Regions from separate parts of the Mus musculus genome. Here region 1 is linked to region 2. Evidence: chromatin contacts called from public HiChIP or PLAC-seq data. All regions are on one chromosome and are shown on one strand. The core of a region is the stretch at or near the end of the contact, and the rest is flanking DNA. Distances in the headings are between cores, read along the strand shown. Region 1 overlaps Atp10b (ATPase, class V, type 10B). Region 2 holds the start of Pttg1 (pituitary tumor-transforming gene 1).

Evidence for each region. HiChIP or PLAC-seq counts read pairs in DNA pulled down with a chosen protein or histone mark.
Region 1: an HNF4G HiChIP or PLAC-seq map of pancreatic cancer cells shows a contact between it and region 2. The contact joins the enhancer-like site here to the promoter of Pttg1 in region 2. A contact is called at or near these places in 2 of 39 promoter capture datasets (both in the C10 cell line), 2 of 15 datasets of contacts at CTCF or cohesin (large pre-B cells and pro-B cells), 1 of 484 Hi-C or Micro-C datasets (centrocytes), 2 of 115 datasets of contacts at active chromatin or transcription factors (large pre-B cells and pancreatic cancer cells) and 1 of 9 other capture datasets (adipose tissue).

What each region holds. Positions count from the first base shown.
Region 1 is chr11:43,181,369-43,187,535 of GRCm38.p6, forward strand. All of the region lies in intron 4 of Atp10b (ATPase, class V, type 10B), which reads left to right. Among named protein-coding and RNA genes, the nearest start is that of Atp10b, 35 kb to the left of the region's middle. Within about 2 kb of position 2,358, at least 50 of the 459 cell types and tissues checked have an H3K27ac peak or open chromatin away from gene starts, as enhancers often do. A contact at or near this core is called in pancreatic cancer cells, where this site is marked.
Region 2 is chr11:43,422,730-43,428,033 of GRCm38.p6, forward strand. It overlaps Pttg1 (pituitary tumor-transforming gene 1), which reads right to left and starts at 3,522. Exons shown (of 6, transcript NM_001131054.2): 1 at 3,472-3,522; 2 at 2,854-2,952; 3 at 1,990-2,168; 4 at 164-257. The coding sequence starts at 2,941.

The DNA of each region.
Region 1 (6,167 bases), core at 1,108-3,607, 240 kb before region 2:
ATCATCAAGGTAGAGACAGGAGCATTCCTCCCTCAGCATGCTTGATCACCCAATCTAATCTAATCAATAAGCTCTAGCTTTAGTAAAGGACAGTGACTCAAATCATTTTGTGAAGAGAAATGAAAGACAGCTGTCCCAACTTCTGCCCTGTACAAGACAAAACACACATATGCATACAAACACACACACACACAATACCTTGGTTGCATATGGCAAAATGCTGACTAAAAATACCTTGCCCAAAATGAAAATTGTTGGAAAAATACAAGGTGAGTGCGCCTTAGGCCTTGTGGTGCCAGGAAGTGAGAATCCATCAGGATAAGCTCCACTTTGGGCCCAGCTCCCATTTAATTCCTAGAGAGGAGTAATCAGTCTTTTTGATACGTATGTCAGGAAAGCATCCCAGGGAAAGAGACTGATTGTCCCAGGTTAGGTATCATATACCCATTCCTGGACCAATTAACTATGGCCAGAGTGTCAGGGTTCTCTGAACTGCATCCTCCGTCTGAAAGTCATAAGGAGGACTGATCTGTGGAGAAAAAGGGTTTTGAGCAACAAAGCAATGGATATCCATTACAGACTCAGACTGTAAAATCCTACATTACATATGACCATGGTTGTATACTATATAGGGCAGGGTCTGGATGTCCTCTAACTCTCTCCTATATCCCTTCCCCCATGCTAGTCTTTCTTCCCCGAAACCTGCTTCCTGTCTTAGTTCCTCTGCCTTCCCAATATTGTGGATCGAATAGCAGGTTCTTACTCTTCTCTGGGCTTCTGTAGATGTTGCTACTTCTCATTCTTCTTCACCCCATCTTCCAGTTAATCAATTCACTTTCTCATCCAATGCTATAGAATGTCTAGTTGTTAATGCCTGGCTTGGATTTTCATTGCCATTATTTATTGGCAGAGGTGACACGTTATGATTGTATCTTCTGTGAACAGCTCAATATAGCTTCTCGAGTTGAAATTTATACTCTGCTTTTTACGGCCTCTTTTGCCAAAAACATTGGGTTTTCCCATTGTTTTCCCGTGTTTTTGTTATCTCTAACAAGACAGTTTTATACAGAGAAGGTTTGTCTTTACAGTGAATACTCCCTTAAGACATCACTGCCCCTCCTATGGCAGTTGTCCAGAGTTTATGCCTCATGTCACTTATTTATTTTTTCACTGAGTGTAGATGACAGGCCTTCTCTGTGAAGTAATGCAATGACATATTCCTGGGGTCGAAGACAAAATAAACACAGGCCAGGGAATAGACTAAGCCAATGAGTTCTAATCAGAAATTAATGACTGCATGACACAGTCCTTGGTAAACAACTCTACTAATATTTCTTTTGGAAATGATCCGGGGACAAAATCATTCTTTTTCTGATATTTTGTTGGAATGTCAAACCCAGACATTATAAGGAATATGTCACAGCAAGACCTTAAGATTTATTAGTCTTGAATTAAAACAAAAAACAAAACAAAACAAAAAAACCATAATATCCATCTACTTGGAAAAAGGAAACTCAACCTACAAGGAAGCATTAAGGTCCCGTTCAGATGGCCTTCCAGCCCAAGCCATGTTCTTGTATGCCAGTAGCTGTGGCAGGAAGACTGTCCAGATGACTGGGAATGTAGACTAGCCCCTCCTCCAGAGACAGATGGAAGGGATTACTCATCACACCCAGTGGTTATCTTGAAAAGGACAATCACCAACCAGGAACTAGAAAGTTTGCCAAGTGCCAGTAATTGTTAGTAGTTTCAGATAGGGTTTGCAGAAATTAGGGCTTCCTTCATTTGCATTCCAGGAAGGAAACAATGATTTATCCCAGCAGATGATGTATGGTGAACATTTGCTATCACGATTTAGATACCCTAGTGAAACACTTTTTTTTTCTTTAAAAGAGTGAGTGAAGAGGAATTCCCCAATTCTACAGTATTCCTCCTCACTGCTTTTTTAGTTGGCATGGTGTTCTGCCAGCCTTTTAACTCCTTTATGGCATGGCCCATTGATCAGATTAGGAGAGGTATCCCTACCCTTGCTTTGTTGGGCTAATCCAGGTCCAGGAATCTTCATGGTGGCCCCCTCTCCTGAGCACCATGAGAAAATGGACTCAGCAGTAAGCAAGCGTAGTGATAACTGACTCCACTCTTCTCTTTAACAGACATCCTCGGCTCCTAGTAAAATCTGGATGAATACATGTGTTCTGTGTTAGAGGAAAGGCCGGCTGTTTCCTTTCCTTCAATGAGCACAGAATTTCTAGATTGACAGGGGTTTCAAAATGATTTGAAACATGAATCCTGTACTCTAAGACCATATGACTGTGAGTCACTGTTACTTTATAGCTGTGTTTCTCAACCTTCCTAATGCTACAACCCTTTAACACAGTTCCTCGTGTTTTGGTAACCTCCAACCATAAAAACATTTCTGTTGCTACTTCATAACTGTAACTTTGCTACTGTTATGAATCATAATGTAACTATCTGATATGGAAGAATTCTGATATAAATGACCCCCCCCCATCAGTTAACCCCCAAAGGGGTCACAACCCACAGTTTGAGAACCACTGCTTTATACCTTGTGTGACTCCAAAACAAGTAGTAATGCTTTCAGTGTTCATTAACAAAGAAAAATACAGATTTAGCAAAACTACTGTGGAATTGGTGACCTTTTGTGGGAATTAATCATCTACCAGTCTTGATTAAAAACAGGAGTCTCTAAACAAAAGGGTGTGAGTATAGGAAGGTCAGGCGGGCCACACTGGTGAGAGTGAGGTAAAATGAGGGGCAGAGGAAACAATAAGCAGGATTATTAAACGTGTACAAAATGGTCATAGAACAAATGTAAACATTTAAAATATAAATGATTGGAGCACAAATAATTAAAAATAAAATTCTCACAAAATTTGTAAAGTAACACTACATCTATGTTACGAAAGAAAGTGTGCTGTGTGGCCATGGAGTGGAGTGACCACTACAGGGAATTGTGTTCTTTTCTTCACAAGTAACAGAATTCTGTGAGATGGTTCTAGATAATTGGAACAAAAGAGAATTGTAATAAGAATGCGGTAGGAAAAGGAAGGGAAGGAAGAACATATAATAAGGCTCGGTGGTTGAAAAGAAAGCTTGAGGATTTGGACTTAGAAACCACAACTAGGAATCCAAGATGACAGTGAAGGACTGAAAGGAATAATAAGTTAACGGTCTTGTGTGATTTTCCTTCCTGGAGTCATTGCACTCAGCTCACAGTCCCACAGTGGGACAGCATAAGAGGCAGGATGCCTTGACTTACGTCAAGATGTGAGCAAGGGATGAAGGGGCTACAGGAGCTTGTTTTGCAAAGAATATGGAAGAGGAGATAAGGAAACATGGAGCAGTGGTCTACTAAAATATCAAAAAGTGAAGCAGGGACTTGTTAACCAGTTTAATTGAATGACTTGATAATCCATTGTGAAAATAACATGATGGTAAGTAAACTTAAAAAAGTAAAACTGGAAGAACACGTAAGGGGTTTCCTGTCCTAACCTGTTCTCACTGTTACAATATGCTCCAGCCAGATTGCTTTAGATTGCATTTCCTGGTGGCCTTGACAGTGGCCAGCTTGCTGTATCTGAGATAAAGGTCAGCAAAAAGTAAGACAACACAGCCTGGGAAGTTATGACACCCTGACTTTTGGACCACTTTGTTTTGCTTTCAAAGGTACCAAATGGACACACCTGAGCAAGACTGGGAACTGGGTGTTGTTTATCGCTATAGTAATTGTTGTGTCAATACCCACTTCCTCCTCTCTGAATCTCTTTCCCTTTCCCCAAGATCCATGTCCTGATATCCAATAAATACTCAAAATCATGAAAGAGAAAAGAATGAATGCATGAGACCTCAACTTTGAAGACAGTTTTTATGAGTCAGCTGTTCTAGTTTGCATTCTTGCCATAGTCAAGACATGACCAAAAGCCGTTGGGGTTCAAAAAGAGTTTATTTCATTTTACAGCTTATTCATGATAAAGGGAAGTCAGGACAAGAACTCAAGGCAGGAATAGAAGGAGAGATTATGGAGGGGTACTGTTCACTAGCTTACTCCTCCTGGTTTGCTAGCTTTACTTTCTTATATATCCTAGGACCACCAGCCCAGGGATGCCACTACCCACTGTGGGCCCTTCCAAATCAATCAAGAAATGCCCCACAGATTTTCCCATAGGCAAATCTGTTACATGCCAACTATGAGATGATGTTCCGTTTATTCTCAACTATACACTTGCCCACACGTCCTAAATTTACATTGGGATCTTATTAGCATGTGCCTGACACAGGGAAAAATAGTCTGGCCTTCCCTAAAGCCCTGCAGAGACATATACCCTCCTCTGAAAGAGGGTTATCTCTCCCTGTGCTTTGGTTGCAGTCAGTGGGACTCTCGTCAAAGAGCAGCAGCTTATGGGGGAAGGGGGGAACAATTAAAAACAAGAATCTGCTTAGATTAAGTTTATCCATGAAATAGAATAATCTGGAGGGTGGTGAGATGAGCCCTGCCCTACCTGGGAGGAGAATCAAAGTTTGCTGAGCCTGGTTGATGTTAGATGGCCTGGTAATTACATACATCCTTTGGCAGTCACAAAAGCTTCCCTGGAGGAACCACATCTTGTCCTTACGGGAAGTAGGGCCACGTCGTCATGTTTAGAGGACACAGTATTGGGGGTTTGAAAGATAGTTCAGTGGTTAAAAGAGTGTGTACCGCTCTTGCAGAGGACTTAAGTTTGGTTTCCATAACTACAACAGAATGATCACAGCTGAATGTAACTCCAGCTCTAGGGGATAGAACACTTTTCTTTTTTTTATATCTTAAGGGTATCTTCACTCACATGTATGTATCACATACACATACTTTAAAAATAATAATAAACATTTGCAAAAGCAGGGCTCTTGTGTCTTCTGCATCTATTTTGGAGAGTGCAAGAAGAAACCAAGGTAGCGAGAGAGGGAAAAACCAGCCCTCCACAAGATGAAGACAGAAGAGCCATGGGCAGTGCCTGGAAAGAAGGAGTCAGAGAAAAGACACAGCAGGTTTGCTCTGAGCAAGAACAGGGCAAGAGAGTCGACCTTCACCATGACCTTGGCCGGAGCCCCACAGGGCGTGATTCAGGGGCAACAGGGACTCTGAGCTGCTGCAGGATTATTAGCTGCCACTCCTTTCTGAAACCCAGCAGTGATCTGAGTGGTATGGGTCAGGACCAAAGCGCATGGCTTAATCAAAAGTGCAAAAGCAGCCCACAAATTACAGCATGATTTGTCATCATCTCCGGACTCACTGTTTGTCCCTGAAAGAATCAATACCTGGAGGGACAAGAGCCATATTTTTAGAAACTCCTGGATGGGCAATTTATTTCAAGTGAGTAGAGAGTTTATTTATGTTGGCACCCCCATGGGTGTAATGGACAGTATATTTACACAAAGACAGGAAATGCTATCATTTCTTCTAATCAAATTGCCCCTTTGAACAGCTGTAGCTTACAACCCTGAATGACAAATTTACTCGCTCATATGTTCAAAACTATACCCAGGAACCATGCCCATTATGGTCTTCAGCATTGCTGCCTTCTGTTTGGATAGAATGATATGCATTGCAGAATTCTTCTGAATAGATTCTATTTTCTAAGGCACCAATGGGATAGGCAGGGCTGGTGATATTAGCTACATTCTACAGATAAAGAAACCAAGGCTCAAGTGTTAAATGCTTTGCTGAGCACTAGAGTTGGAAAGCAATATCTCACCATCTCTAGCTGATTTTACTCCTATTATACTATATCTGAAACAACTTCAAGGAGAGTTTCTATAGTCAAAACCAATTATACAAATATTCTATCAGAAAAGAACTAAAAGAAATTATATATATATATATATATACATTATAGATATTCTATTTCAGGTGTTCATAAAAATATTTAAATTGACATTCAAACTGTTCAAGGCAGGCTGGGAAAGAGGGCTCAGTAAGTAAATGCTTGCTATAAGTACATGAGGACCTGACTTGAAATCCCAGCACCTATGTGAAAAGTTGGGCATAGCAGTGTCTGCCTGTCATCTAGGTGCTAGGCAGAGTGGGCTGAGAAGAGCTAGATCATGTGGGCCAGCTGGACTAGTCTCATCAGTGATTCAGTAAGACACACACACTGACTCAAAATAAA
Region 2 (5,304 bases), core at 2,272-4,771:
GATGCTCTGGCAAGTGAGTCCCCCTGAACAAGTCTATGTATTCAAAGTAAGTCAGGTTCAGACAGTCTCAGACTCTAGGGCTACACGTTAGAGTCGCACGGAGTTAGAGTCTAAGAGAAATCTCAAACTGAGGGCCTGCCCATCGTGCCAAAGACATTTTTACCTAGAGGATTGAAAGGGAAGAACTTTTCTATTTCTGGGTAGGCATCATCAGGAGCAGGAACAGAACTTTGTGTCTTAGTAGACTTCTCGGTGATCTAGAAAAACCCAAGAGAACAAGCACTGAGAGAATGCAGTTTCGCCAACCTGCAAGGTAGCTTGCGGTTGGACAGCCTCTTCCAATGATGGCATCACTACTTTGAATGTGTTCATTGTGTGCTGTCTTCTAAGAAGTCAGTCCTTAGTTTTCAGGACTCAGTGTAAAGGTGAGGAGAAAATGGACTCCTGGAAGTTGTCCTGACTCGGATATGCATACCATCACACGCACCGGCCCTGTCCTGCCCTACACACACACACACACACACACACACACACACACACACACAAAGGAGACGGGAAGACACACATCTGTCACATGACCTCTAACCAACTGCTCTGTGGTTCCGAGCACTTGCTGCTCTTACAGAAGACTCAGGTTCAGTTCCCAGCACCCACAGGGTGGCTCACAACTATCTGTAACTCCAGTCCAGATGAAGCGATGTCTCAGGTCTTCCTCAGGCACGTGGCACACTTACATACTGTGATGGTTTGTATATGCTTGACCCAGGGAGTGATGATATTAGGAGGTGTGGCCTCATTGGAATATGTGTATCACTAAGGACATGGGCTTTAATACCCTGGTCCTTGCTGCCTTCAGATGAAGATGTAGAACTCTCAGTGCCTCCTGCACCATGCCTGCCTGTATATTACCAAGCTTCCCACATTGATAATGGGCTGAACCTCTGAACCTGTAAGCCAGCCCCAATTCATATTGTCCTTATAAGAGTTGCCTTGGTCATGGTGTTTGTTCATAGCAGGAAAACCCTAACCAATACATATACCATACAGGCAAACATCCAAATACATAAAATAAAAGTATTCTTTAAGTCAGACCTCTTAGTACCTGTCCACATATATTATTAAGAATCCTGAGCAGGGTTAATTTAAAGCTAATCAACTCAACTGTTCAAACCTAACAGTGGACAAAACAGACTTGAGGCACCCCAGAATAGTGGCTAATCCTGGAAGTCAATTTGACCTCATAAAAGTGTAATTTTTCTGCCACTGTTACCTTAATTATTTACTTGGCTAATATTAACAAGTTTGTGTTCCTTAAACATATGGACTTAAGTAGCAGCAGAACCTAAAACATCCAAAGAATTATCAGGTAGACAATCAATAATAGCAAGTCAAAACAGAAGCCTGGGCGCTCTTGATCCCATCCGATCTATGTGTATGTATGCCAGAGTGGGGGCATGTAGTTCAGGCTAGCCTCCAGCCAACCCCTCCTCCAGCTTCAGCCTCCCAAGTGCTGGGATTGCAGGTGCTTATCAAGCCCAGCTAAGTACTTCACACATCTGTCACATGGCCTCTAACCAACTGCTTCCTGGTACTAGTTAAGAACAGCTGAGGCAAAATCAGGGTTAGCTACTCCTAAAAGCTGCGATCTCAAGATGCTGAGCAACTGGAAGTACCAGCCTGACTCCTCTCTGTGAGTTTGTGGACCTCTCTTTACCTCCTACTGAGAGGAAGAGAGGCAGATGGGAAGTAAGTTTCTAAGCATCAGAAGTGCTGCAGTGGGGCTTAGGATGGCTCAGAGGGTAAAAGCACTTGCTGCTCTTCCAAAGGAGTCAGACTCAATTCCAAGCACCCAGCGCCCTCTTCTGGCCTCCTTATGTAACTGCACACATGCAGTATTCATCTACAGCTACGTATACATGAATAAAAATAATAAACTTTTCTTAAGTGCCAACACATGTACAAATATTCATGTTCATAGCCCGCACTCACCTTTTTCCCAGTCAAGGTCGGCTGTTTTGGTTGGAGGGGTTTGCCAGTCTTCATAGGCTTTTCGGCAACTCTGTTGACTGTCCCCAAAGCCTTTCTGCTGGCTTTAGGCACGGCTGGAGCATTGAACACTTTGCCGACTCGAGGCGTTGAAACCTGCAATTTCCCATCTAAGGCCTTGACTGTTGAAAAAGGGATAATCATTAAAAAAAAAAAAAAATCACAGACTCAGTGGGTAAATAAAGGAGCTTTCGGCTAAACCAGACAACCTGAATTCAGTCCCCAGAACCCACACAGTATAAGGAAAACCAATTTCCACAGGTTGTCCTCTGACCTCCACAGGCACACCACGGCATGCGTGTGACCCCACACATACACAAATAAAGGTAATAAATGTATTGCTCTTAAAGATTAGGCCATACAACTTAACTCAATTCTTACACACAAACCTGTGCCTCATTTGGGGCAGTTACTTAGCACTCTAAATAACCTCATTAAGACAATAAGTATGAACATAGGCACCATGGCGCACGCCTTTAATCCCAGAATTTAGGAGTCAGGGGTAAGTGGATCTCCTGAGTTCAAGGCCAGCCTGATCTGCATAGCAAATCCCAGGCCAGTTAAAGCTATGTCTCAAAAAACCGATTTAAGCAGAGCGCCTGGACACGTGACTTAGTAGCATTTGAAAAGCTCCAAGTTCCATTCCCGGCAGTGCATAAGCCAGGCAAGGTGGCCCATGCCTGTAATCACTGCACTGGGCAGGTGGAGTCAAAGGATCAGAAGTTCAAGGCCCCCCTAGGTTACATTGGGAACTGTAGGCTGGGACCATTCACAACACCTGTGTATCTCAAGGCAGGAAATACTTACCACCAGTGCCCAGCTTCAACCCATCCTTAGATGCCAAACGGCGGCCGGGTTCTTCATTATCCTTATCAACAAAGATAAGAGTAGCCATTCTGGATTACTCTAAGGGAGAGACCTGAATATTAGGATATTGGCATTGAGGACGGCTGGAAAAACTACGCAGTAACAGAGACCAAGCTTTACCCAGGGCACCTATGCACAAAAATTTATAAGTAGCTGGAGAAGTCAACAGGCTTAATCCAGATCCTAAATCTGCACGCCAGGGTCATAAAACACTCAACTCTTACAGAAATCAGTTTATGTTGGCACCCATCAAAACTGTCTCCAGCCTACAATCTCTGCTATAAAGAGAAGCCAAGAGGATGCTCAAATTTGGCCTCCTGCTACATAACAAGTTCAAGACCAGCCAGGGCTGCTTGAGATCCTGAAGTGGGGAGGGAAGAAGAAAAGTAAAAACAGCGTTGCTGTGGGTCGAGCACGACAAGAGCGCCTCGGGACGCGGGGCCGAGTGAAGCACACGTCCCGACCCTGCTTCAACCTCCAGTCCCGGGTCTGCCCTCCCCGCCACCCCAAGCTCGCCCAAGACGCCCTCACCCACGACGAGCTCACAGCTAAACTCACCGAAGACTGCGCCACCAACGACCCGGCACACCGCAGTTTAAACTGTAACTCAATTGGTCCCTCCGAGAGGAGGTGGGGCCTACAGCCTGAGAACCAATGGGAGCAACGGAAGTTTTCAGCCACCGCCCAGCTCTCGCGTCTGTCTCCAAAGTATTAAGGAAAACAAAACTAAACAAAACCAAAAAAAAAAAAAAACAAACAAACAAACTAGAATCGTACATTGTCCAAAACTCCTGTGAGAGGCTTTTTGTTTGCCACGACATGGACCTGCGAGAAGGTACTCACCCAATAAACGTCTTGTCCCTTTAAATTTGAAGGGCTTTTTTTTTTTTTTTTTTTTTTTTTTTGGAAACAGGTTTTCACAGGACTCAGACTGTCCTTGAACTGTGCAATGGATGGTGAATGACAATCACTTTTAACTCCTGAGACTGCTTCCGGTCTTCCAAGGACTAGATTAGTGGCTGTGCCACTGCTCCAGGCTCACTTTTATGGTTTTGGCTTCTTTGAAAAAGTCTCTTACTACCCAGTTCAGGCTTTTCGGAAACTCACTAGCCCAGGCCTGCTTCTGACTCAAGATTCTCCTGCCTCAGAGCTCAGATCAGAGTAGCCAGAGTGTAATCTCTAGGGGAACAGGCCTGCGCAGTAGATACTGGAGTTTGGAGAAGACTAAAAAGGAATAAGTAGTAGAAGAGACCAACATGTACATAAAAACTTAACTGAAGAAGCCAAGAGGTTTAATCCAGACCTTAAATCTTCAAGTCAAAGTCAGAGGCACTAATCTACTGAGAAGATGGTTTGGGTCTTGGATCGGCCCCCACCAAAACCTATCCAAGACTGGAGAGATTCCTGGGCAGTTACAAGCACTTACTGATCTTGAAGAAGACCCTGGCTGTCCTGGGAATCACTATGTAGACCAGGATGGCCTGGAACTTAAGACATCTGCCTGCCTTTGCCTCTTAAGTAGTAGTTAATCTCTGCTTATTTTTAGAACTTGTGGAAATTTGGCAGGTTTGAAGACAAAGAATGGAGATTATTCAAGAGCCCAGGACTTCCCATTGAAATAAGCATTGTTAATAATAACATTGGAGCCTCCCCCTGCACACTTTCTGCTATGTGTGTGATTATATTTAATTAACATAAAAGTTCCTTAGTCTCCTTTGTGTGTTCCTGAAAACATTCTAAAGTTCCATGATTGATACTGGGATACTTGTACTAGGAATTTCACCCACCCCACCCCACCCCCTCCTGCTGGACAGACCCTTTCTACAAAGGTTGTGACAGCTTGTAAAGTCCTCAGCTCTATGGAGCCACAGGAGATGCTGATGTGTGACTGGTGAGTGGTAGATCAAGAAAGCTTGCTTGCTTTCTTCTTCTTCTTCTCCTTCTTTTTGTTTGTTTGTAGAACATGAGTTTAATATTTTTAGCTGTTAATATTCAATAAACGGAATAATTATTTTAAGATATATTTCATTGTTATGTCTCTTTTCATTTCTGGTTTTATTAATTTGGATACCGTCTCTGTGCCCTCGGGTTAGTCTGGCTAAGAGTTTATCTATCTTGTTGATTTTTCTCAAAGAACTAGCTCCTGACTTTTTTGTTTTTTGTTGTTTTGTTTTTGTTTTATTGGTTTGGTTTGGTTTGGTTTTTGGTTTTTCGAGACAGGGTTTCTCTGTGTAGCTCTGGCTGTCCTGGAACTCACTTTGTTGACCAGGCTGGCCTCGAACTCAGAAATCCACCTGCCTCTGCCTCTACCTCCCGAGTGCTGAGATTAAAGGTGTGCACCACCACGCCCGGCTTCTGATTTTTGTTGATTATAGTTCTTTTTGTTTCTAT